2 separate regions of the Danio rerio genome follow, and region 1 is linked to region 2. A link is a contact called in public HiChIP or PLAC-seq data. All regions are on one chromosome and are shown on one strand. Each heading gives the region's core, a stretch centred on a gene start, on an enhancer-like site or on the middle of the called end of the contact. The rest is flanking DNA. Distances are from core to core; before and after follow the strand shown. Region 1 holds the start of psmd6 (proteasome 26S subunit, non-ATPase 6). Region 2 holds the start of LOC137496751.

Region 1 (4,102 bases), core at 712-3,211, 230 kb after region 2:
TTGTTTAACAAAGTGACTTATATGGGCATTTTTAAGTCTTTCAAAGTAATTTTTTGGTGATTTTTCAGATTTATTTCAATATGTATTTTTATTATTTTCTAATGTATTGCAACAAACTACTAAAACGTCACTTTAATAAACTGTAAAGTCATTGCATGGCAGGACGTTTGCTTGTGAACGTGCCTGATTATGCAACTAACCCAGCCAGCAAGCACATGTTAATTATTCATTCATTCATTTTCTTTTCGGCTTAGTCCTTTTATTAATCATAAGTTGAATGAACCACCATCTTATCTAGCATATGTTTTTAGCTGCAACCCAACACTGGAAAACACCCATACACTCATTCACACACATACGCTGCGACCAATTTAGCTTATTCAGTTCACCTGTACCACATGTCTTTGGACTGTGGGGGAAACCAGAGCATAAGGCATGTTAATTATTATTATGTAATTAGATCTATCTCACAAGGATCCAGTAAAATAAAGTGAAACCTGATTTCTTAGCATAATAATTGGGATAGATTGAGCAGAAACGCAGGTGCGTACCGGAGTAGGAGAGCTGATGGATGTCAGATGAAATCCATTCTGAAATGATCCACCGAACCCCAAAACAATGATTAAGACCACTGCTTTCCCACCAGCCTAAAAAAAATCCTCATTAATAATGTACTCAACAACACTTTAGACATTTCACTTTATCTCCAGAGCTAGAACAGAGGGATTTTCTTTCTCTCTCTCTGATGCAGAGGCACACTGAGTAAATGAGTACACTTTAGTTAAGAGTTCTGTGCTTTGTTGAAAGAAATAAGAAATTATATAGTTCACAAAAATGTATTAATAAATGTGTTATTAAATGTATCATTTTTTCACTTCGTTTAGCATTTATGATTGTTTTGTTTTTAAATTGAGACAATAATTCTGATCCATCTATAATATTTCTGATTTCATCAAGTTTTAAAAGTCTGGCAAAAGAATTCTGAAGTCAAATAAATTCTTACCAGCTGCTTCAGGAGTCTCGTCATGTTTATCCTCTTGGTTGTGTCATGAAGCTCCTCTGCTTTTCTCCAGTTTATACACTGTCATGTCTGTTAGGCATTCTGGGGAGGATTTGGATTAATTTTTGACTCCTGAATGACTTGTCACTTTTTGTCTCATCTACATTTTCTGACATAAAATATTGTATACTCATCCTCCACTTCTTCCAAACCTGTTTGAGTTTCTTTCCTTTGTTAAACAGAAATATATATATATATATATAATTTGAAGAATGTGAGACCTGTAACCATTGCATACCTGGCTGTCAATATTGGGATGTAAAAATACGAGTGACAACCCTACCCCCCCCCCCCCCCCCTTAGTTTTTTTCGTTTGATTACATTTAATAACAGAGTTGTCAGTTTAAAAATGCATACATCTAACATTATAATGAAAGCATTCAATTGCTTTCCTAACTTTTTATGCTCATTTAAGAATAAATGTGTTGTGTTTAAAAGAAAACCCACCAAGGGTTTCCATCCCCTCGCAGTTCTGCGCTATGGTTTGCGTATAGGGAGGATCGGCTCTTTATTGTTTATTGCCGTCCTTCATAGAAAAAATTGAAAATACTGGAGAAATTACGATAAAAAATCTTTACAGGATGATAGCGGAATAGAATTGTAAAATACGGGAGAATCCTGGGAAAAAGGGAGGGTTTACAGATATGAACCATTGACTTTAATGGTATGGTTTTTTTTTTGTCTTGTTTTTCAACATTCTTCAAAATGTGTTATTTTGTGCTCAATCAAAAAAACAACTCAAGGAGTGAACTATCCCTTTAAATGAGTAGTTGCGATATGACACATAACCAGACGAGGGCGGCGTTGTTATTTTTGCTGCGTAGTTCAACATTGCTCGACTCTCTTTTCTCTGCGTCGTTTTGTCTCTCAGGCGGAAATGAATTGACACATTTTTTTGTTTAGATTCCCCATAGTCATCGTTGCCTCTAGTTTACCATCATCACTCCCAACCATAACAGATTCCCGTCCCTCTTTAGATTTCACTAAACTCTGCAGAAATGCCTTTGGAGAACTTGGAGGAAGAGGGTTTACCTAAAAACCCCAATCTGAGGATCGCTCAGCTGAAGTTTCTGCTCACTCACAGACAAGATGCTCAGGTTAAAAGCGAGCTAATGGACGCCATCAAACTCAACAGTGAGTTCTCCTTATAACATTATTTTTCTTTATAAATACTTATTAACAGGGTTTCTGGGCTGCTACTTTGTATTCAGCTGTTTATGCACGAGCGCTGTCATTTTCACGCCGTTTGATGTGTATTTAGCCGGCAGGCTGAGCAAAGTAACGTTAGCATGTTAGGTCAATGGCTGCTAATAGATTTGACACATTTTAACGAGTTTTTTTTCTTTTTTGACGCTTTTAAATCGTTATTTATGTTTATTGCTGCATTAGTCAACCGCGTCCTGTTTTTACACTTTATACATATATTTTTCAGTTTTCTACATAATGTTCTGTATTTGTCAAGCGTTTGCCACAAAAAGGAAATTGAATTAGCTTGATTGGGAACGTTATATTTATATATTTACCGAGTGTTAACGTCACTTCACAACACCCCAAAATTGTATGATGTAGTCAAACATTATGATTAAGATGCTATCATGTTAACCTGCTAATAAATAGTTTTACTTTAACTTGCATCAATTTTAACGTTACATCTTTATAAAGCGTGACAGTTTGCCGCAATCTGGAGTTAAGCGCGTTATACACGTAACTACTTTACAAACAGGTGTTTTTATTTTATTCAGAGAGCCTTTAATATGATACTTTTCATCAAAGCGACCCCATTAAAATGTTAAATGCATCTTGTGTCCTGTTGAAAGACCTAGTTTTTACTTTGACGAATTAATATTAGCAATTTGTCCAAAATATTATTTGATAAATATTTAGTTTGCTTTTGTTTGTTTTATAATGTTATTTTTTGGACATTTTTTTGATCCAGTTTTGTTATTTGCTTTAATCTTATTGATTTTCTCTTATTGATTTTTAATCAATCAAACATCAGTTTAATTGTACATTTTAATGTAACTTGTATAATTTGTTTTAATGTTTTATTTTGTATTAAGTTTTTAATCATTTATTTTAGCCAGTTTATTTTTCTGTTATCAAGCTTTTTTATTTGTTTGTTTTAGGTAGATATTAAATTAAAAATAAATAACTTAATACACTTGCTAAACAAACTAAACTGACATTAAATAATTTAGAAATAATATGACTGATATTTGTTCAATGTAAATTTTAAATGAAAATATTTTATCAAAATATCAGGGTGGGGGTCCCTTAGATGAAGATAATCATATTTTGAGGTTTGTGGCTGCAATTTCAAATATATTTCCGTGCCTATTTGTGTATTTGTATTGCGTGAATTATATATGTAAAGTGTGTATCTGATAATGCTGTGTTGTAGATATGGCCCCGTACTATGAAACCCTGTGTAAGGAGCTGAAGTGGCAGGCGGACTCTGATCTGTTGAGTAAGATGAAGAAGGCAAATGAGGATGAACTGAAGCGCCTGGATGATGTTTTGGAGGATGCAGAGAAGAACCTTGGAGAGAGTGAGATCAGAGACGCCATGATGGCCAAAGCTGAATATCTCATACGCATCGGTGACAAGGTACACTGTAAATGATGGATTAAACTGAAGTTGATTGAATGGTTCCTGAGGAAACAAAGTTTGTTAAAATAAGTCAAATGTTTGGTTTAAAAATCTTTTAAGCATCATGTGCGTTTCATTGAATGAATAAGCTTGTTGGCTTACAATTTGGACTTTTTTGATAAATAGAATGCTTTTTTGACCTAAACTATGAATACACTACTGATCAAAGATTGTGTTAATATCATGAAATAATTATTTTTTAAATGCTCGTTTTTTTTCGGAACCAGTCTGCATTTCTTTGATTGAAACACCATAAAGTAGGGCTGCACGATATTGGAAAAATCTGATATTGCAATATTGTAATTTGCTTTGATAAATATTGCAACATGAATACAGTTTCATAAAATGGTTTGCATAGCTTTATTTGATATTTTTCTGGGGGTCTTTCTATGG
Region 2 (4,279 bases), core at 782-3,281:
TTGTGTTGTGTGTGTGTTAGAGAGAATATGAGAGTGTATGGGTGTTTCCAGGTACTGGATTGAGACCAGAAAGGCTGATGAATCAGGGATTAAAAGGGGACAGTCGGGGCTTAGCAACCAGGGGGGTTATGTCCCCCTCACTTTTAGAGACAGACCATTTAGAAACAGCTGGTTAATAATTATATGAACGTAAACTTTTAGATCTTATTCAGCTGTCACACACTTTTAAAATGTCTGCTACGGCCCTGGGGACAGTGCATGAGTGAGTGGGTGTGCATCATTGGAGTAGGCCAAAGTCTTAATTCAGGTCACCTTACCTCACAAATTTTTCTCATCCCATTGATCCCAAAGCTAGTTAAACCCCCATTATTGATTATTTATCAGGTTTGTTTTATATGTAACGTCTTTTCTGTCATTTATACGTTTATTTTAACTCCCCAATAGCCTTTCTTTCCTCTGTTTTTATCGTTTTAAACCTTAGACAGCTAGAGTGTTTGCTGACAGTCTCACCGGTTGTTTTCTCCACATAAACAGCAGAGGGCTCTGCAAGTGCTGTACTGGCATCTGAAGCCGCAGTCCATTGCTCGTCCAGCCAGGGACAGAAGTTTCTACAGAAGTCGATGTTTTCCAGCATTGCGGCCGCTTCTCCTTTCTCTCCTTCACCACACACAGGTGCTGTTGCTGCCATTGCGTGGACAGCCACAGGCTGTGTCGTTTCACTCATAAAGTCTTCGAGTTCACTCATGTGTTTTCTCATAAAGTAAGTCAACAGATAATCGTAAATCAGAAGATTTGGTCAAACTCTGTTAACGCGTTTAAATAATGATCTGACTGTAGCTTGGATAATCTCTGAATTGTAAATGGAATTTAGAACGTGCGCTTATGTGGTTGTACAGAGTGACGTCACTTATGGAATGTTTCGAACAGCTCTCAGCACCGCATGTTTTTTTTTTAAATATTACTTATATTACATAACTAGGATTGTTTTTGGCTCATTTTTATTTGTATGTATTTTCAATTAATGGTCTGAAATAAATAGATAACAGTCCCCGTCATGGTCTGCCTAAAAATCAGATATTAAATAAAAGATAGCTAGACGCTTCATGGTACGCTTCGGTCAGTTGCTCCGATACTTAAAGGCGGCTGCCATCCGTGCGCTATAAACAGACGCAAGTGAATGGAGGAGCTGCCGTTTTCTCGGATGTAAAAAACAATAACGTTTAAATTTATCAACGGATTATAAGTTTATGGTGTGAAAAAACTACAGTTACCTATAAGTAACGCTCAAACTTGTAATGTATATGTAAAGGTATAAGAGTATTATTAATAAATGTATCTCTTTTATCAAAAGTAGTTCTGGAATTGTATTCTTTTTTTATATTATTATTATTATTATTATTTACAGTTTCATAACAGTTAACAAAAAAAAAACAGTTTATAAAAAGTAACGAATCACACATTATTTCAATAAAAAAAATTCAATAATGTAGAATAAAATAATACATTATATCTAGGAAAATAATTAATAAGAGCAAATAGAATATGAAATAGTATGTGTGTGCTATGTATAATCATATCTATAATTTGAGGATGAATAATACTAATACGCCATTGCGCATCCGGTTTGAAAATTAGTGAGGGCGGAGTTCATAAAAAAATGCTGTGTTGATTTCAATTAATGTATAGTTTTAAATTAATGCAAAACTTTTATGTACATTGTTTTATTTTTTATCATTTTATTTTTTGCTTTGACAATTTTAATCAATAAGTTTAGGTTTATGAACGACAAATGACAGGTGCTCCAAGTAGTTTATGAAACATTAATGAATATTTATGAAATTGACCAGCATTGCTGAATTTTTAGCATAGCAAGATCATGCTTATTCAAATTTAGTTCCTTCATTGATAAATGCAGAAACCTTGCAAATTAACAGTTTAGTTGTTTGTATTTTGTTTAATAATAATATCAAAGGCAAAATATTTTAAGTTTTCCAGCATGACTTCTAGTGATCATACAAGGCGTTACGTGATCGAGCGGGTGCGCTCGCCTGCTTAAACCAATGGGCTTTAACACACCTCATTTGAAAGGATCAAGAATGAATGGAATGTCTCATGGAATAAAAAACTTGATGAGGAGAATCGTCAGTTCAAAGTTGAATGTACAGTTAATGCGTTTATTTTGCCACAAGTCAGCACAATGCCATTCTGCTTGATTTGTAATTGGACAATTGGAGTTGTAAACAGTGGAAATGTGAAACTCCACTATGAAACTAAACACGGTTATTTTGGACGACATTACGTTATCCACGAAATAGTTAAAGATATAAGGACAGCAAAACTACTACACCTTAGGTTTTTATTACACACTTTTTGTATTTTTCACTTTTTTGGAGAGGCATTGTGTCTGACATTGCATCTTTTTTATTTTATTTTTTTTTAATTAACAACGAAAACAAAATTATGCAGTATTATACAAAAATATATGCCCGAGTGTACATAAAAATATTCAGTAATTAAAAATTTTATATTCCTTAAGAACATTACAAGTCTTCTTTGCTTTTTTATTAACAATGTTCTCCAAACGTGCAGAAGTCCTTAGTCTCTTGAAGGAAGTGAACTAAATTTGGCTTTGATCCAGTCCGTTTTTTATGTAAATGAAACTTTCCCATAATAATATAAAGTTGTACTAGAAAGCTATTTTTTACATGTATTGACACAATAAATGCACATATTTGTTTTCCTTCTAAGAACATTTTCCACATCCACCCTGGAAATCCTTGTGTATATACAATCACAAAACACATTAACATTAGATTCCTTTTCCATGCAACAAAAATCACAGGAATAATCAATATCCAAATTAATCTAAAACCTCTGAGACATGCAATCTCTGCTTGCATTATCATGGCTGTATACTGATACCATTTGTCTTACTAAAAATGTACAAAACACTTATATTAGTGGTTTTGCCACATTTATATTGCATTTAATGTGTTTTGAATGCAAATGCCACTTGGCTTAAATAAATAGTATTGAATTGTGGTGCATGTTATGGATGTTTATTAAAAACAAGTTATGTAATGTCAATTGTTCTGAACATATAAAAAAAATATAAAAAATTAATTGAATGTAGACATTAAGAACCCCTGGCCTGTAACATATACCAGCCAGTGTTTTAATTTCTGTTGTTCTAGATCTATTATTATGCTACAGTTTTGAAAGAGTTTGTCACATAGTTTCATCTGTTACAGAAAAGGCCTAATATCATGACAATATAGCAATAATATTTTTGTCAGTTTAACAAGTGTAATATTGCTATGAAAAAATCTTCCTGAAAAATTACAAAATAAGTGAATATATTCTGTAATACAGAAAATCTAATCCCAACCTCCCTATTCCCAATTTATTAATGTTCAAATTACTTTAATAACGCTGTCAGTATTACTATTAAAAACTCTTAGCCTACTATTTCTATTGAAGTTCAACTTTAAAACTGATTCTACTGCCGACCTGTATTGCAAAGAAGTAAAATGTTTTATGTTGTTTGTTACTTTTAGGGATCACTTCAAGTATTAGTTTAAGATATCAAAGTTGCAGCGAGTACAGTACTTTAATTTCTCAAGGGAACTACATCAAGTCTCAGGTCATTCAGACACAAAGTACTGGCTTTAAATAAACAAACTTACTTGCTGAAATCTGAAAGTCATCATGTAGCATACAGTTTTTTTTTTTAATATATATTTTATTTTAACACATTGTTTTAACGCGTAACTTTATTTTGCTTTTAATCTTATATAGTTAATTGTACATATCAAGCATTTTTTGTTTTTAAAACATGTCTAATAGATGTCTAAACATAGCTGTCTTGGCTACAACAAGGCAAAATTTGGGCTGTCAGTGAAAATCTAATAGACATCTAAGAATAGGCCAAAACTAGACATCAAATAAACAGAAATTAATGACTAGACTACACATATAAAGTCTGTTTATTTGACGACTAGTCTAGTTTTGGGCTAATCTTAGATGTCCATTAGATTTTTACTGCCATTTCAAGTTTAGCCTTGTTTTATCCAAGCTGTATCCGTTTTGATGTCTATTAGACGTCTATTACAGTTTTTTACAATCGTTTTGCCACGAATTTCAGAACTCTGGTGTCAATTTTCAAAACTCTAGACACAAAATTCACAACCATTGCCAAACTGCACATTTTTGCAAAACTCTTAACTCTTTTTTTCAAATGCTTGGATACAATACACACAAGTCAAAGAAACTTTGTTCA

The links. HiChIP or PLAC-seq counts read pairs in DNA pulled down with a chosen protein or histone mark.
Region 1: a contact with region 2 is called in an H3K4me3 HiChIP or PLAC-seq map of gastrula embryo, with 4 times the contacts expected there. The contact joins the promoter of psmd6 here to the promoter of LOC137496751 in region 2. A contact is called at or near these places in 2 of 4 datasets of contacts at active chromatin or transcription factors (embryo and gastrula embryo).

The regions. Positions count from the first base shown.
Region 1 is chr11:21,592,491-21,596,592 of GRCz12tu, forward strand. It overlaps psmd6 (proteasome 26S subunit, non-ATPase 6), which reads left to right and starts at 1,962. Exons shown (of 8, transcript NM_200291.1): 1 at 1,962-2,194; 2 at 3,462-3,667. The coding sequence starts at 2,059. slc2a9l1 (solute carrier family 2 member 9, like 1) reads right to left here and starts at 1,035. Exons shown (of 12, transcript NM_001166117.1): 1 at 1,004-1,035; 2 at 552-647. The coding sequence starts at 1,027.
Region 2 is chr11:21,357,661-21,361,939 of GRCz12tu, forward strand. It overlaps LOC137496751, which reads right to left and starts at 2,032. Exons shown (of 8, transcript XM_073916658.1): 1 at 511-2,032. The coding sequence starts at 757.